Linked DNA regions of Pan troglodytes: regions 1 and 3 are each linked to region 2. Evidence: chromatin contacts called from public HiChIP or PLAC-seq data. All regions are on one chromosome and are shown on one strand. The core of a region is the stretch at or near the end of the contact, and the rest is flanking DNA. Distances in the headings are between cores, read along the strand shown. Region 1 holds the start of FBXL3 (F-box and leucine rich repeat protein 3). Region 2 holds the start of MYCBP2 (MYC binding protein 2). Region 3 holds the start of SLAIN1 (SLAIN motif family member 1).

Region 1 (3,506 bases), core at 197-2,696, 300 kb after region 2:
CCAGTCACTGAGGGACCTAAACAAATGTTGCAGTTCAGGCAAATCCACACTCATGCTACTAGAGGCTTTGTACAGTTTGATTCAGTGATCTGACAGCTGGCAGGCCCTTAAAAAACACCGAACAAACAACACTGGCATTTCCCCACATTGAATTCATTTTATTATAGAAACAGTCTCACTCTCTCACCCAGACTGGAGTGCAGTGGTGACATCATAGGTCACTGTAACCTCCTACTCCTGGGCTCCAGCCATCCTCTCGATTCAGCCTCCTGAGTAGTAGCCGGGATTACACCAAGCTCGTCTGATTTTTTAAAATTATTACTCTTCTATTTTTTTGTAGAGACAAGAGTCTGGACATATTGCGCAGGCTGGTCTCCAATTCTTGACCACAAGCAACCCTTCTGCCTTGGCCTCCCAAAATGTTGGGATTACAGACATAAGCCTGTACCACTCCTGGCCTCACACTGAACTTCGACGTAACTTTATACATGGCTTCCTAGCTCAATTTCTTGAGAAAACGGGAAGAACGGAGAGCTCCCTGGGCACCACTGCTTTTCAGTGTCTTACACATGGGTCTGAGTGTTCTAAGACATCTTTGAATGGAAAACTACTTTCTTTTTTTTTTGGAGGTGTAGAGAGGAATGGCGCATGATTCAACTTAATGATATTGCACCTAAGAATGTTTCTAACTGTAAGAAAACGCAGTATCAAAAAATCCAAACTTTAAAACAAGTCAACTAGGTAGCAGTTACAAAGATGCCTTGATTTACAAAAGGATTCACCAGAGGTTTTCTTTTCAGCAGCTTTGTAATCCTTTACTTTCCCCATTGCGTTTCAAAAGCTATTTACAAATTTCAGGACTCTATTTCATAAAGCAAATGTCGTTTTTAAAATGTAATAACTCTAATACTTTAGAAATATTGGGAAATACAAATATTTGAAAAACAAAAACCATGTGCAATCCCAGCGTTAATACTCTCACTATTCTGGTACATTTCCTTGGCATCTTTTAAGCACCACTTATGCACATCGATGCGCGGGTCTTCGGAGACTGTATTTAACTCCTCGGTTTCAGGCATCCGGGGCGGCCACCCGCGGGCCGCGGTCCCCAGCAGGCTCCGGCGAGACTCCTTCCTTTCTTTTTTCTGCTCCACCTCCCTAAACCTTCCAGTTTCAGCCACAGATAGTCTCTTCCACATATAGCTAGCTTCAGCCCTCCCACATTCCATCTCAAAACAACAAAAAAAAATCCCCTTCAACCGGGAGTCACATCTCTGGCAGGAAAGCAGAGGCTCGTCCCACAGCGAGGAGACTGGGGCGGCCGCAGCGCGCGCTCCCGCTTGGGCGCGGCCCCACTCCCGCCGGGCTCCGCCCTCCCCGCCCCCTTCCCGCCCCCTTGGGCGGGGACGCGCCAGGGAAGCGCGCGGCCGCGAGCCCCAGGCGCCATTTTAGACTCACTGTTTGTGGCCCAGGCGCAGGAAGCTTACGCGGTGGCAGCCGCTCGCTGAGGTAGTCTCTCGCGGCGCCGGGGATCCCTGAACACAGACAGCGCGGGACCGAGAAGGAAAGCTTCTTTCTGGGCAGCCAGAGCCGCAAAGGTGGAGCCGCGTTGGCGCCCTCTGCGGGACCAGCGCCTCGGATGCGGGCGGAGCGCGGGGGGCCGCGGCTGCGGGAGCGCGAAGCGGGGGGCCAGGGGCGCCTCATGTGAGAGCCGCGGGACCTGCAGCCGCCGCCGTCCCCGGAGCACGGGGTGGTGTGTGGGGGAAGCCGCCCCCGGCAGCAGGTAACGGCGGAGGGGCAGGGCCGAGCCCCGCTGCGACGGCGGAGCCGGGGAGGGACCGCGGACCGTCTGTGGGCGGGCCGGGGTGGGGTGGGGGGGGCGCGGGGGCCGGTGCGCGCGCGGGCCGCTCCTCAGGAGTGCCGGGCGGGGCGCGGGGCGCGGGGCGCGGGGCGCGGGGCGCGGGGCGCGGGGCGCGGGGCGCGGGGCGCGGGGCGCGGGGCGCGGGGCGCGGGGCGCGGGGCGCGGCACCCAGACCTTGGAGCTTGCTTGGGGGCGTTTCCCCGCCGTGCCTGCTTCCAAACATGTCAACAAGGCGTGGTGCGTGTGCGGCGGCCGCCTGCAGCCTGCCCGCGACGCCGCCGCTCCCGGGTTCGCCGCGGCTCCTGCCCGGCTTTATGACCCTTGGCGGGGGCTGGTGACAGGCACCATGGAGCTCGCACTCTGTGGGCTCTCCCGGCGTCGGCTACGCCCGTGCTGGTAGCTTGAGCAATGAGGCACTGAACTGTCAAAGCAGACTGCCCAGGGTGGGGCGCATGAGAAATGTCAGGGGAAGCCAGTCGGTGGAGAGGTGGCGCAGGGAGGAGGGGACGCCCCCGCCGCTTAGCCAGGCGAAAAACTTGGTCAACTTGTGTTGAGCGGATTCGCGTCTGCCTTTGGCGTGGGCAGTCCTTTAGGTGGGGTTGCAGACAGGGGTCAGGAAGCAGCCCAGTAAATGGTCTGTATCTCCAAGCTGAGAGGTGAGAGAGATCATTTTTATTTTGTCGTTGCTAATGATGTCCAGTTGAGTGACCCAGATTTTTTAATTAGAATCCTCCTTTTCTAACTTCAAAAAAAAGTAACTTAGTTTCTGTTATCTCTGAAATATTTATAAAAATACCATCAACTATCAGTTATCTATCTATCTATATGACCTGTAGACAGATTTTCGCCACTGTGCGCTCTCTAAGCATTTAGTTGTGAGTTAACCTCTTTATAGTGTTTTATTCTTGTAGTTCAGCCAAAGAATGCATATTAGTTTGATATTAGTAAAAGCAGAACAGAAAGGAACTGTGATGCCAAAATAGGCTTTTTAGAGTTAACTACAAATGGGCATTTAAAATTATTGCATGCCCAGTGTAAAAGTGCCTAATACAACGATGCACACGGCTAGCTGTTCACTTCCGGTCTTCACCTAATGAAGTTGACTGCTTCTTTCAAAGTTCTTTTTTTTTTTTTTTTTTTTTTTTTGAGACAGGGACTCACTTTGTCACCCAGGCTGGAGTGCAGTGGCGCGATCTCGGCTCTAGCGATCCTCCCACCCCAGGCTCCCTAGTAGCTGAGACTACAGGCATGGGCCACCATGCCCAGCTAATTTTTGTAGAGACAGGTTTCATCGTGTTGCCCAGGCTGGTCTCGAACTACTGAGCTCAAGCGATCCGCCCGCCTTGTCCTCCCAAAGTGCTGGGATTACAGGCGTGGCCCACCGCGCCCACCTCGAAAGTTTATGGAACATAGAGTTAGTTCACTAACTCCTTGTGCTGCTCAGCTACTCTGTGGTCTTTCCTCAGTAGTTTGCTGTTTAGCAGTTTGTAGTCATATCAGTCCCTCACCAAAAGCTGTGGTGGCCTAAGTTGCATTATTTGGGGCCTAGAAGCTTTGCAGGAAATTAAACTGCCAGAGCCCTGAAGAGGCCTAGTTTTGGTGCTCTAGATTTCTAGAGCCTAGAATGTCTCATTGACGTTTTATA
Region 2 (3,360 bases), core at 707-3,206:
AGCCAACATCTATTTCCCTCCTGTTCAGGGCTAGACCCTGTGCTAGGAGCCTGTGATGGTTGAACAGACACCATTGCTACCCTACGGAAAACCTAGTGTTTTGTTTAGTATGTGCTACCATTTGTGAAAATTCATGTGCCAAGTTGGACATCCTAGATCCTTTAAGTCCTCCCTCAATCTCATGTAGTGGGTATTCTTTTGAGCATTATTCAGAGGAGATAATTTGCCCAAAGCCAGACAAGTATTAAGTAGCAGAGTCAGGATCCAATTCCAGGGCTGTCTGATTTCAGAGCCTTTTAGCTACCCTGCTAGGTCTTGCAATAGTAATGGGCCCTCTCATTGCTTACCTGTCAGGCCTTAGAATTCTTAGAATTTAGCTGCCTCTACACCATTGTCTTGGTTCTCACTCCAGGGTTAGGGGCTGCCTGGTCAACACTGAGGTCTTTAACTGTGCTGAAGCATTAGGATAGAAATTTAGCCTAATAAATACTTACTGGATACCTACTACATGCAAAGTCCTGAAGTGGCTGAAGGAGACACAAAAGCAGCAAGCTCTGAAGGAACTTAGGTAAGGAAACAAGACAAATACAAAAACTTAACAGGGCTAATTACAGTACTAAAATACTATGATTCCACATGTCTTGTCCTTTGTTCCTATGTTTATCCCACTGCTAATTATCTTTAAAAAAACTAAATGAAATCCATCCATTATTTAAAGCTTCAGAAAAAATGCATTGCTTTCAGCAACCTTCCACCCTAAAACTAGAATTAATTTACTTTCCTATTCCTTGTTGTTTGCACTTCTCAAACACTAAGGAGGATTTTTTAAAATTTATTTTATTTTTTTTAAGAGAAGGCCATCCGAAGAAGAGGCACAGATATAAGAACTAGTATATAGATGAAAGATACAGTACTGGGATGACAGAACTTATAAATTATTTTGTCAGGACTGTAAATTAGGAAACTCTTCAAATTGAGAGTCAAAGGATAAAACGTAGTAGGAATCAAAGTGCATTGGCACGTATATTTCTAGAGCATATACTTAGATGGTGTTTGTAGGTTAGCTTGGAACAAAGGACTGAGCAAATGTTACTTTTTTATAGACAACAACAAGATATGTGATGGATCTGACATTTTCAGACGCTATACAGTCTCAGTCACAATTATTGTTTCAGATCGCATTCAAGAATTATCTTTAAAAATGTAAGTTTGGGCAGAAAAAAATAAACCATTAAATGACCACTGCCAAGAGATAAAAGTGCACTCTTAGGTGAGTGAGGAGTCAACAAAAAAGAGTAATTTTAAAAATATTATTGCTCCGTTGAGAACAAGAATTTGGGAATGACTCTGGCTTGTGAATACTAGCCTATCTGTTATACTTTCACACACAAAATACTTTCACACACAAAAAAGAATGTGCTAGATTACTACCTGTCTTTGTAAGTAAAAGCTGTGTTAAACAAGCGTAAATCCTAATGACAAAAACCATATAAAATAAGATCGCTAAAGGCACTTCTAATTGGGATGGTTTTCTCTGCCTTAAACTCTGAATTAATCAGCAGAATTCACAGTAAATCTTCCTGTTGGCAGCAGAGCCTTGGAGAAGAGGTAGCAGAAGAGCGTGCCACTCCTCCTCTGGCGATGCGCACGTTCCCCCTTGCTTTCTGGTCCTCGTTCTTCCACCTGGAAGGAACCTGAAGTCGAACGTCAGTAGCTGACAGCCTCCCCAGCACTTTCCTTACTCTTCTTCAAGCTGCCAGTAAAACCCGGAGAAGTGGACTACTTCAGATTCCGCACAACCCAACAGCCCCAAACCCAAAGCCCCGAGGCGGAGGGAGTGGTGGCGGAGAGGGGGTGGGGAGGAAAAGGGGCGGCAGTTACTGAGCATGTGCGAGGAGTGGCGCATGCTCTGTGAGGCCGGCAGCTTCCCATTGCGGGTAGCCCCGGCGGTGGTAGCGGTGGTAGCGGTGGTAGCGGTGGTGGCGGCGGCAGTGGCGGCACCGCCTCCTCCTCACACTCCCGGGGTGGCGGGGTTAGATGAGCGGCCCCAGTAGCGGCGAGGGCGGCGCGGGGGGGAGGAGGAGAAGAAGGAGGAGGAGAAGGAGGTCGCTGTCTTTGTAGTCTCCCTGCTGCGGGAGCCAGAGGCCGCCGCCGGAGCCGTAGTCGTTGGAAAAGGGCTGTGTGTGCGCGCGCGTGTCTGCCCGCCCGGCCCGCGGGGACGAGGCGGCGGCGGCGGCGGCGGCGAGGAAGATGATGTGCGCAGCGACTGCCTCCCCCGCCGCCGCCTCCTCGGGGCTCGGCGGGGACGGATTCTACCCAGCCGCCACCTTCTCTTCCTCCCCTGCGCCGGGGGCGCTGTTCATGCCGGTTCCCGACGGCTCCGTGGCTGCTGCGGGGCTGGGGCTGGGGCTACCCGCCGCGGACTCCCGGGGTCACTACCAGCTGCTGCTGTCAGGCCGGGCCCTGGCCGACCGCTACCGGAGGATTTATACCGCTGCGCTCAATGACAGGGACCAGGGGGGCGGCAGCGCTGGACACCCAGCCTCCAGGTGCGTCCCCAGGGTGCCCTTCCTTGCACCCCATGCCGCCCTTCCTTGCGCCCCATGCCGCGCGTGCACCCGCGTGTGTGTGTGCTTGCGTGTGTGTACCTGCGCATTTATTGAGCTTTCAGTCCGCTCTGGATGTCTGTTGGCAGGAGCACTTATCGAGATAGGAGGGTGCGGTGGCTGCAGTTTCTGCTGTGTGTGTGTGTGTGTGTCTGCCTGCCTATGTGGGGGGATAGTGAGGGGTGGTAGGAGAACCTGTGATGCTGGAAAAGGCGATGGTGCTGGTCGGCTGTGACACGTGTGTGTATCGTTGAGGTAGGAGGTGGCATGGGTAGAGAGGGTAAGAGGATGATACACGAAGAGAATTGCAACAGTGGCAAGGGAAGTGGCGTTTTCAGTGTCTCTGCCGCAATGTTATTTGCACGTGCCGCCTCTCCCATGACATTCCTTCCAGCCCTTTCCACCTCCCTTCAATCTGCCTTTCACCAAGAGGAGTCATGGTATAGATTGGTTGAGTTTTGGATAAGCAGGCCCGAGGGATAGGCGTGAGGTTTGCTTTAAAAAGATTTATGAATAAGGGACGCAGATGGAGATCTGTGTAGATGCGAAAGGTGTCTGATAGAGATTTTTAGAGCTGTACTTTGATAACCGGGCCTTTTGGTCTTCTAGAAATGAGGTGGCAGTTACTCTTGTGATCTGATGTCCCATCGGCCATTTCTCTTCATTCTCTGTTCGATTTCCTCTGTTACTTACAGGCTTTAGAGTAGAGAGGGTTTTGTAGGGAAAAGGGGAAAACTGCAGAACTTCAGAATAT
Region 3 (3,280 bases), core at 632-3,131, 370 kb before region 2:
GCAATCATGCAACAGAGACACAAAGAAAGTAATGAAAACACAGCTTGGAAAAACAGAAAGGGTCCTACATAAAAAGGACCTAAAGTAAAGAAGGACTACAGCAAGCCTCCCCCTAAAGTTACTCATTCATGGAAAGTAGACAGTGCTAACCAGATGTCAACTGAATAAATGCTGTCAGCCTCAAGTTTTCTGATAACCAAGCTAAAAAGTTTCCAAGAAATAAGAAAATAAGGCTTCTCTAATCTCACTTTTCTTCTACAGTTTAATTTAAAAAATTAAAGACAGTTCGTTGGTTCCTAGGTAAAAAATAAATAAATAAATAAATAAAAAAGTCCCTCCCACCTGTTCATTCCACTCCAAGAAAAGTCCTCTTTATTGGCACTATTTATGGGAAAGCCAGTGAGGTCACCCCATTTTAAAAAGCAAGTCCGTCTCTGAAAATAAGATTTCAATGAAAATGCAACGCAAAAGGGCACACGACTGCAAAATTCAAACAGCAAGAACGAACCTCTCTATAAAGAGAGATCCATCACTGCGCGGCTTCCGATGCCACCCGAGGAGGAAGAGCACGCAAATCCTGTCCAGCGTTCGTTTAAAACGAAAGAACAGTAACAGTCGCAGACAGAGGCCAACCCCTACCATCCCCCGTCATCCCTCCGAAAACACTGGGGAAAAGAGCGGCACTGAGCAAAAAGACAAGATGACATGGATTTTGCACTTAATGCTAACGAGGAGCTTGGGACCCAACAATCAGCAAATAGCAGAACCCATGGCAGATGGGGGGAAGGGGGGCCGGTTCATCCGCAGTCGGAGCGATTAGAAAACAGGTTTCTGCCTTCGTGAGAAGCCTCATCGTGGGAAGTGTCACCGCCTGGCTCAACACTTGCTGGGTCGGCCCCTCCGGGAGCCGCGGGGAGTCACCCCGGCTGCCGCGAGGGGACCCCCGTCCGCCCCCCGCCCCCGCTCCCCGGTGCCCGCAGCCCCCGAGGCCAGGGTCTCAGGGAAGGAGCGGAGCCAGGCAGTACCAGGTATAGTCGTCCTCGTCCCGCCAGGCGGCTACGCTCTCCAGATCCAGCAATTCCACCTCGTCCAGCAGCGTGGGGGGCGGCGAGGGCGGCGCTGCAGCTGCCCCTGGCGGCGTCCCCGCGCCCCCCGGCTCCGGCCCGCCACCGCCCGCGCCGAAGAAGCCTGCTGCCGGCTTGAAGTAGACGAAGGGCGCCTCGGGTGGCTGCGCCAGGCTGCAAAGCAGGGAGGGCGCGGGGCTAGGCAGGCAGAAGGTGCCCGGGAACGCGGGGCTGGAGCCACCGCCGCTGCCACTACCGCTGCCGCCACCGCCCCCCGCGCCCAGCGCCAGCCCGAGCCCCAGGCCCCCTGAGGCCGCGGCGGTGGCCGTGGCGGCCGGGGGGCTCCGAGGACCCAAAGGGCTGCAGGCCCCAGCGGGGGGCGGCGCGGCGGGCGGCGGCGGCGGCAGCAGCAGCAGGTGCGGGGCGGCGGCCGCGCTGGCCGCTCGACTCCGCAGCTGCTCGTTCTGCTTCTCCAGCTTGCGCACCAGCTCCTGCAGCTTCTTCACCTCCAGCTCCGCGTTCACCACCGGCCCGGAGCCCGCTCCAGAGCTGACCCCTGCCGAGGCGCATTTCACCTGCTCCGCCATCATCGTGGGCCCCGAGGGCGCCGCGGCCGCCAGGGAGTGCGCGCCGCCGCGCCGGCTCCTCGGGCCACGGGGAGGCTACGGCTCCTTCCCTGTCGCCCCGGCCTGGGGGGCCGACCACGCGTGGGCTGAGGCCGAGCCGGCGGTTCGCATCAGCACCGGGCCCTCGCCTCCGGCCGCGGCAGCCACCACCGAGCTGATCTGCACATGCTCAGTGCGTCCCTCCAGTCCCCTGGGCGTCGCGGCGGCTCCGGGTTTTAGCCGCGGCCCCGGAGCGGGGCGGGGCAAGAGCGCCGAGGGGGCGGGTCGGGGGGGGGCGGAGAACCGTGGGGAAGCCCACCCAGGGGGCGGGGCCGGCAGCCCGGGTTGGGGCCGGGGAGCCGCACCCACCCTCGCTACCTAATCCCAGGTGCCTGATTGGACCTGGCCTGAACTTTCCCGCCACAAGCACCTCCTCCTGCCGCTTGGTGGGACAGCGAACTGCGCGGGTCTCTGAGGCGTTTGCGGGGACCAGGGGGTTCCCAAAGAAGCAGCTGCAGGTGCTGGCCCTCGAGTAGTGCACCACCGGCCCGCTGGTTTGCTCCCTTCCCAGCTCTCTGTTAGGCTCCGTGACAGCACTTAATAGCCACTGGCTAACGAATCCTATAGAAAACTTAAAGGCTGGGGATCGTTATTCTAAAAACCGAAAAGTGGAGATAGGGGGAACAGAAAGGCTTTGGGACGATGCCACTCATGTTCTCATTGGTAATAGAGAAACAAAATGGTGGGAGACAGGAGACCTAGAAGAAAGAGAAGAAAGCCCTCTCTCTAAGAGGTAGAGTGGCCAGCTGCTAAGGAGACAAGTGTTTACTTATTTATTCTAAAATAGTCAAATTTGAACTGTTACCATCATTGTTTGTCACAATAAAAGAAGAACTGCTTTTTTTTTCATACTATGTATATTCATGCATTCCCCAAACAAAAGATCTTTGAGCACCTACTCTGTGCCAGGAACCATTCTAAGAGCTCGTGATGCGGGCAATGAGTACAACAGGCAAAAATGGTTATGGGGAGAAATATGAGTAAAATTGTTTAGTGCTCCTTCTATTAAATAATGTATAAGTTATTAAAGTCAGACTTGCTGGTGGGAAAGCAGAAAACAGAAAACCTCAGAATTCTACCCAATACACTTTAATCTCACCTGCAAACCTGCTATTTCTTACCACTTGGAAAACGAGCAAATCTGCTTTTTTTAAAAGAGGCTTTTAAGCAGAAGAATTTAATCGAGTTGTGTTCAATGAATACTGACTGACTTAGCATTTTGAGTGTTTAACACAATCAGAGGAAAACCTGAGATTATATTATGAGAAAAATCTACACCACTGGTTCTCATCCTCAGATGATATACTATCTAGTGAAAGTCCTTGCGAGGGACTTTACATACCAATCTTTGTGACAATGTACCTCATTTCTCTGGAGCTGCTAACACATCGTATCTATTGGTTTCAGATATGGTTTTGTGTCTTCCTGCTCAGAAACACTTGTATCTTCTCAGTTGTTAATCTACATCTCTAGCTTCTGTGTGCAGGGTGGATGTTCTGCATTTAACATGCTTGGTGAGCGCTTCCATAAATTAGCTAAACGCGTGTGTTG

Evidence for each region. HiChIP or PLAC-seq counts read pairs in DNA pulled down with a chosen protein or histone mark.
Region 1: an H3K4me3 HiChIP or PLAC-seq map of stem cell-derived excitatory neurons shows a contact between it and region 2, with 2.0 times the contacts expected there. The contact joins the promoter of FBXL3 here to the promoter of MYCBP2 in region 2. A contact is called at or near these places in 1 of 7 Hi-C or Micro-C datasets (stem cell-derived neural progenitor cells) and 1 of 1 datasets of contacts at active chromatin or transcription factors (stem cell-derived excitatory neurons).
Region 3: a contact with region 2 is called in an H3K4me3 HiChIP or PLAC-seq map of stem cell-derived excitatory neurons, with 3 times the contacts expected there. The contact joins the promoter of SLAIN1 here to the promoter of MYCBP2 in region 2. A contact is called at or near these places in 1 of 7 Hi-C or Micro-C datasets (stem cell-derived neural progenitor cells) and 1 of 1 datasets of contacts at active chromatin or transcription factors (stem cell-derived excitatory neurons).

Annotation. Positions count from the first base shown.
Region 1 is chr14:82,703,185-82,706,690 of NHGRI_mPanTro3-v2.0_pri, reverse strand. It overlaps FBXL3 (F-box and leucine rich repeat protein 3), which reads left to right and starts at 1,446. Exons shown (of 5, transcript NM_001280348.1): 1 at 1,446-1,783.
Region 2 is chr14:83,004,310-83,007,669 of NHGRI_mPanTro3-v2.0_pri, reverse strand. It overlaps MYCBP2 (MYC binding protein 2), which reads left to right and starts at 1,956. Exons shown (of 85, transcript XM_063792229.1): 1 at 1,956-2,549. LOC129136842 reads left to right here and starts at 2,038. Exons shown (of 1, transcript XM_055078618.1): 1 at 2,038-2,121. The coding sequence starts at 2,038. The coding sequence ends at 2,121.
Region 3 is chr14:83,373,422-83,376,701 of NHGRI_mPanTro3-v2.0_pri, reverse strand. It overlaps SLAIN1 (SLAIN motif family member 1), which reads right to left and starts at 1,881. Exons shown (of 7, transcript XM_024348306.3): 1 at 1,026-1,881. The coding sequence starts at 1,654.